Linked DNA regions of Cricetulus griseus: region 1 is linked to region 2. A link is a contact called in public Hi-C data. All regions are on one chromosome and are shown on one strand. Each heading gives the region's core, a stretch centred on a gene start, on an enhancer-like site or on the middle of the called end of the contact. The rest is flanking DNA. Distances are from core to core; before and after follow the strand shown.

The links. A called contact is a pair of places that touch in the nucleus more often than the background predicts.
Region 1: a contact with region 2 is called in a Hi-C map of fibroblasts, with 3 times the contacts expected there. The contact joins the promoter of Qki here to the enhancer-like site in region 2. A contact is called at or near these places in 3 of 8 Hi-C or Micro-C datasets (the CHK-Q cell line, fibroblasts and liver).

What each region holds. Positions count from the first base shown.
Region 1 is chr2:290,489,352-290,492,343 of CriGri-PICRH-1.0, reverse strand. It overlaps Qki (protein quaking), which reads right to left and starts at 1,650. Exons shown (of 8, transcript XR_003482378.2): 1 at 1,465-1,650.
Region 2 is chr2:290,434,476-290,437,521 of CriGri-PICRH-1.0, reverse strand. No RefSeq gene overlaps it. Among named protein-coding and RNA genes, the nearest start is that of Qki, 55 kb to the left of the region's middle. Within about 2 kb of position 1,576, at least 3 of the 6 cell types and tissues checked have open chromatin away from gene starts, as enhancers often do. A contact at or near this core is called in fibroblasts, where this site is marked.

The DNA.
Region 1 (2,992 bases), core at 401-2,900, 55 kb before region 2:
TTAAGCATGCTAGACATTTTGTTCCAAACATTCCAAGGTTAAAAAAAAATAGCTGGCGCCCCTTAGCGCTCACATTTGGAAATACTCAATTGAAGAGTTCCAGCACACACACACCCTCCTTTTTTTTTTTTTTTTTTTTTTTTTTTTTTGACATTCCAGAAAGTTTTCTGCCTCCACAATCTTTCAAATGCCAACACAAATAGGCAAAACCCCTTAAAGGGGCAGCACAACTTTCCTCCGAGGCGTCTGAGACTAACAGACACGCGGACCCAAAAGTAGGAAATGTCCCTTTCGACTTGTTACTGTTGTATGCATGTTCAGGCGTCATAACTGAGCGCTTTCTGCCTCAAGTCCTGCCTATGGCTCCCCACCCAAAAGAAGCTCGCTCTTAGCTCGGAGGTATTCAAAGTCTTTTGTTCTTCCCTGATATGCCTGCTCCTTGAGCATAAATTTTGATTTCTCTAGCTGTATTTGAAAATATTTCGAGATTCTTCTCAAGATGCTAAAATCCACTGTTCATCCGCACATCAGCACAGTTTTCCGCTTCCTTCAGACAGCCCCCCGCCTGGAGACTTTTAAAAACAAAAGGGAAACTCCCCGCTACACGGTTTTCAAAGCGGACTTGTTGGTCCTCCTGCCCCACAGGCCGCCCCGGGAATCCGCGGAAACCCACGGCTCCTGGGAACTAACACTCCAGGTCGCTGCTGAGAGAAGTTCTTAGAGGACTGCCAGAGCTGACCAGCATGCATCTTCTAGCCACTCTTCGCTCCCTGCAGCGCTCCCAACTCGGCTTCTGCAAACTTGCGCTCTATTTTATTCCCGTCCTTTCAAACTTCCAGCTCCCCGCCCCAGGGACGCGGGCGGCTACGCCTGGAGCTAACCCTCCGCCCCAGTGAGTTCTTCCGAACTCGGATTCCGTTCAGGTCTGTCATCGCGGTATTTCATACTCCTCCCCCCGCCACCCAAAAAAAAAAAAAAAAAGTGAAGTTAAACTCCCAAACAGTTCTCGCTTCCCTAAACAAAGGACAAAAAAAGTGCTGTGCTCTGTGTCAGCTCGTGCTCGCCTTCGGCCACATAAGCACTACTTTTCGGTACCCTACGTAATCTGTGGACACCCGAAGAGTCCACTCCTGTACCGCGGGCCACACAACTCCACTGAGACGGGCACCCCCAGCCGGGGCCCCGCGGGCGAGGCGAGGCAGAGCTCGCGTGGCCCGGCCAGATCGGTCGGGATGGCGGGGTGTCTATCTGCCGCGCCGTCGGGAGCTGGCCGCAGCCCCGCCGCCCCGCCGCCCTGCCGCCCGCGAGCTCCGGGTCCGCCCTCGGGCCTGCCCCGGCCCTGGCCCCGACCCGCCGCGAGCCGCCCGCGCCGCCTTTGTGCGCCCGCCCGCCTGACCTTCCCGCCGCCCCGCCATCCCGGGCCGCCGCGCCCGCCCGCTCGCCCGCGGGGGTCGAGAGGCTCACCTTCGTCCAGCAGCCGCTCGAGGTGGTTGAAGATCCCGCAGAAGTTGGGCAGGCTGCTCATGAGCTTCTTGTCGTTCATCAGCTGCATCAAGTAATCTGGGGTGGGCTTCGGCTTCTCCTTCGTTTCCATTTCCCCGACCATATTCCAGGCTCCGCAGCTCACTCCGCCCGCGCCGCCGCCGCCGCGCGCCGCCGGAGGAGGAGAGAGGAGGAGGAGAGGAGGGAGGGGCGGGGCGAGCTCCGGCCGCCGGCCGCTCGGACGCGGCGTCCCGCTCCGCGCCGACTCCGCTCCGGCTCCCGCGCCGAGCCCCGGGGCGGCCGGCTCCGCGCGCCCGCCCGCCCCCCCGCAGGCACTTTCGCCCGGCCCGACGCGCCGCGGCCGCCGCTCCTCGGCCGCCCGGCGCGGCTCCCCTCGCGAGGCCGGCGGCGGAGGCGGGTCTCGGGGCCGAGCGCGGCGCGGGGCCGCTGCGCCGCGAGGAGTCGAGGGGCCGCTCGTCGGCCGGTCGCGCCGCCTGCGCCGAAGCTCGCGAGTCTGCGGTGCTGTCCGCCGCGGCGCCCCCGCGTTGCCGCCGCCGCCGCCGCCGCTCCGACTGCCGCTCCTCCTCTTCCTCCGCGGCTCTCCTCCTCCTCACTCACTTGGCGGCGGAGTTCGCCTCAGTTCAGGCGGCGCTGCCGGCGGCGGCGGGGGGAGGGGCGCGGGCAGGGCCGGGGGCGGGCGGCGGGCCGGGCGCGCAGGGCGGCCGTTACGGGGCTAGGCGCGCTCCCGCCCCCCGCCGCCGCCGGCGCCCCTGCCCCTGGCCGCTCGGGCGGGACGGACGGACGGCCGGCTGGTGGCCGAGGGCCGGGCCGCGGCTGAGGGGGACGCGCGCCGGCTGCGGCGGCCTGCGCGGGGCCGGGGTCGCGGCTGAGGGGACGCGGGCGGCGGCGCTGGCTCGTCGGCGCGCTGTTGCTGAGGCGGCGGGCGCGGTCGGGCGCGTCGGCTGAGAGGAATTCCGGCGGGACTATGCGCGGGCGCTGCGCTCGCCGCCGCCCTGGCCTCGCCTCTCGGCGCGTTACTATAGTTTGAGGGGATTTTTTTCTCTCTCTTTTTTTTTTTAAAACCTCTTCGTCCACCTTCCTCGCCACCCCTCAGGAAAAGAAAAAAAGGAGAATTTTTTTTTTTTTTAACGTCCTGTTGCTTCACTGGGGGCACTCTCGGGTGGGCATCACGTGGCCCGACACGTAGCCGTGAGGCCGAGGGCGCGTGCGCGCGTCGAGGGCTGTGGCCACGCCCCTTCCGAGGGTCGCCCCGCCCTATCGGCCGGAGAGCGCGCCTGCGTGGGGGGCGAGGGGGGGCAGCGGCGGTGGCCTCTGGACCGAGAAGCGGGCCGGAACCGTTCTGGCGCGGCGCCCACCCGGCGGGGCGGGCGGGGTGGGGGACCCGGCCGTCGGACCAGGCGCAGACGAGTCCGCATCCCGCTCGTGATGCCGGTGGGCGGCCGGCTGAGCTGGCGCGCGTGGGCGACCGCGCCGCAGCATCGCCCGCTGC
Region 2 (3,046 bases), core at 327-2,826:
AACCCAAACCAAAACAAAAAACAAACAAAAAATCCCCAACAAAACAAACAACAAAAACCTAGCTAGCACTATTACTTCCCCTTCTCTCAATCACAAAGCAAGGTCTTCTCATCCACATAAGGTGTCGTAGTCACAGACTTAGGTTTTAAGGATGTGGACATCCTGGGAAGGGATATTATTCTACCCAGAACATTTTGAAAAAAGAAAAAAAAAACAAAAAAACAGAAAAGTGTTCATTTCAGACAAATAAATTTTGGAAAGGTTGGATTAAATAAAGTTAAATGAGTTTCTTCATTGCAAATCTTTTAAGGATTTTGCTGTTGAGGCAGGCTTTGCTGTGTGACTTCCCTCAAGAGATGTAATCAAGTGTCTGCTTGCTCTAGGTAGGGCGCCAGCAATAGAGCACCTGCAACAGACCTCAGAAGCAGTTCTATCAAAGTCTAGCTTCATGAACCTGTGTGTTTATTGGGGTTACTCACAGGAGCATGGGTGACATAAAGACAGCTGAATCTCTGAAAAAAATCCTACCCCAGCCTGGGTGACAACACATAGGAGCTGCAGCCCTGGAGTTCTGTTCATGACTTGCAAGCAGCTGGGTAGGCTGCAGAGTCTCTCACCCCCCCCCCCCGCCGTTAATTTCTTCTATAACCTTGGGGTTGAACCTTGTGAATTTTTTAAGTTTTAGGGGCCTCCTGGGATTTCCTCCCAGATCCTTGTAAATTTCAGGTACTTCCTGATTACTTCCTGAGTTTTAACAAGCTCCTCTCCTCCCGCCACTGGGAAGGAACAAGTTCTCTGGTAGCTAAGGCAGGCCTTGCACTTCTGATCATCCTGCCTTGGTTCCTGAATTCTGGGATTATAGGTTTGCATCTCCACACTGACTCTTAACCCCTGAGCCATCTCTCCAGGCCCCTCCACACTGACTCTTAATCCCTGAGCCATCTCTCCAGGCCCCTCCACACTGACTCTTTTTTTTGGGTGTGTTTGTGTATATTAGAGTCCAATCAGAACATTTGGTATTCACCAATCTTGTTTCACCAAATCTCTTCTACTCCATCCTTTCTCTATTTCCATGAAGAAATATGTAACATTTCAAGATAAAATGGATCCCAGTCTCAGGAAGACAGGGAGAGTTTGGAGGTGTGGCTTACACTGGCCAAAGAGACTTGTGGCTCCAGGATTTAGTACATTCCCTGGGGGCTGCCACATACATGGTAGTCTGTGAGTTGAACACCAGGGGAGAGAAAGCCTTCATTTCATCTCTGAGATTTCTGGTGAGAACTGAGAAAATGGCCACCTCTGCCCTCACATGCAGGTGGACACTCCTCAATTACCCATCTGTCCATCCTTGCCCTGAACCAGGGCATGTTCCTGGGTCATCCAAGCAGCATTCCTCTACCCTTGTTTGCTAACTCCAGTCACCATGCCTAGCCCACTTTGTTCCTTTGCCTCTCAGACTCTTGATTAGAAAAGCCAACAGCTGTCTTCCAAAAATACCAGGAGATTCCCTCAGCCATGTCTATACTGCTGGGGGGCGGGGCTATAGGCCAGCGGGGTGGGCCCAGGAAGTCTCATGAGTCACCTGGCAAGAATTGCCTGAGTATTTTAGGCCCCAGGGTGGGGTAGCAGGGGGTGGAGTGGGCTGTGCTTATGTTCATGGTTGGGTTAATTTATGGGTTTTATCCAAGTTAATGGCAGTTCTGAGAGCCCGTTCCAAGGAGCTTGGGCACCGGAATGTGTCTTTAACTACCCCATTAAGCTTCCCTGCAGATGGGGTGCTATTTCTACCCTGTTTGTGGGTTTTTAATGTCGGTCTGTGAACTCCTGTCTTTAGACTGCCCTATCATTCCTCTTTTTCTCTACCCTGTCACCTCCCTGGTGAGGAGGGTGTCCGGCATGTCTGCTCTGCCACATGCTCTGCCCAGCGCTTATCAGCTCTATTAAAAGCTCCAGTGCAGGATTCAGATTGGGGAGTATTCCATTAAAACATCACATTAACGAGTCCTCAGAGAAAATCTCTCACAAAGCCTTTGAGCTCATAACCACTTGGCTGTCTTATGAGCCTCTACAGCTCCCAACATGTTAACAATCAGAAAATAAAAATGTTCCTAGTGACGGCCGGCAGCAGGCTGGGTCTGGCCAACCTGCAGCTTCTCTCTGGGCATTTAGGGAGTGGGCTAGCCTGTAGGCTCCCATGCACCCGAGGACACATGTCCTAGTCTTCCTTCTGTCCCTGACCAGGCCCAGAGGCGGCTTTTTGTGAGAAGAGATAGAGGTCAGCGGAGATGCTGACAGGCCTGGAGGTGATCAGAGTCCTGGCAGCTGTCCAGCCACCCCTCAGACTCACCAGATGAACACTGGCCTGGGAGTTCGGGCCCAGGGATTCCTGGGATAAGATGGTCCCTGGAAAGTGAGTACAGCGGGGTACATCTGAAGCCAGAGTTGACCCTCTGTGGGCACACTGCTCCACAGTGTCCCCAGGAAAGGAAACAACACTGACCATTGCTGCTGGGGTTTGGATTCTTTTTCTGCCCCATGTGTCTGGCTCTTGGCCTGGTGGCTCCTGACATAAGACCTTATTTTTAGGGCTGTTCTGATATGACATTGTTGGGATCCAAGCACTGAGCCCTGCAGCCAAGGAATCCTTGAACAGTATCTTTCCCTGTCATTGCGGGCTCTGACAGAGTGCAGAGGGCAGGAGAGGTGATCAGCCTTCTACACTACGAAGGCCTCTCTAGTCCCCTGGGCAGCCATGGTTTAGGGACTGTTGTGTTCTCTCGCATCTATCCACTATTCTTCCATGGAGGTGGCCACACTGACATATTAACAAGAGTCCTTAGGCCGTTTGGGAGATGGCTTAGTCTGTAAAGTGCTTCCCTGGCAAGCACAAGGGCCTGAGTTTGATCCCCAGTATGCATAGAGAAAGAAAGAAAGAAAGAGAGAGAGAGAGAGAGAGAGAGAGAGAGAGAGAGAGAAAGAAAGAAAGAAAGAAAGAAAGAAAGAAAGAAAGAAAGAAAGAAAGGAAATAGCCAGGCTAAGTGGGCCA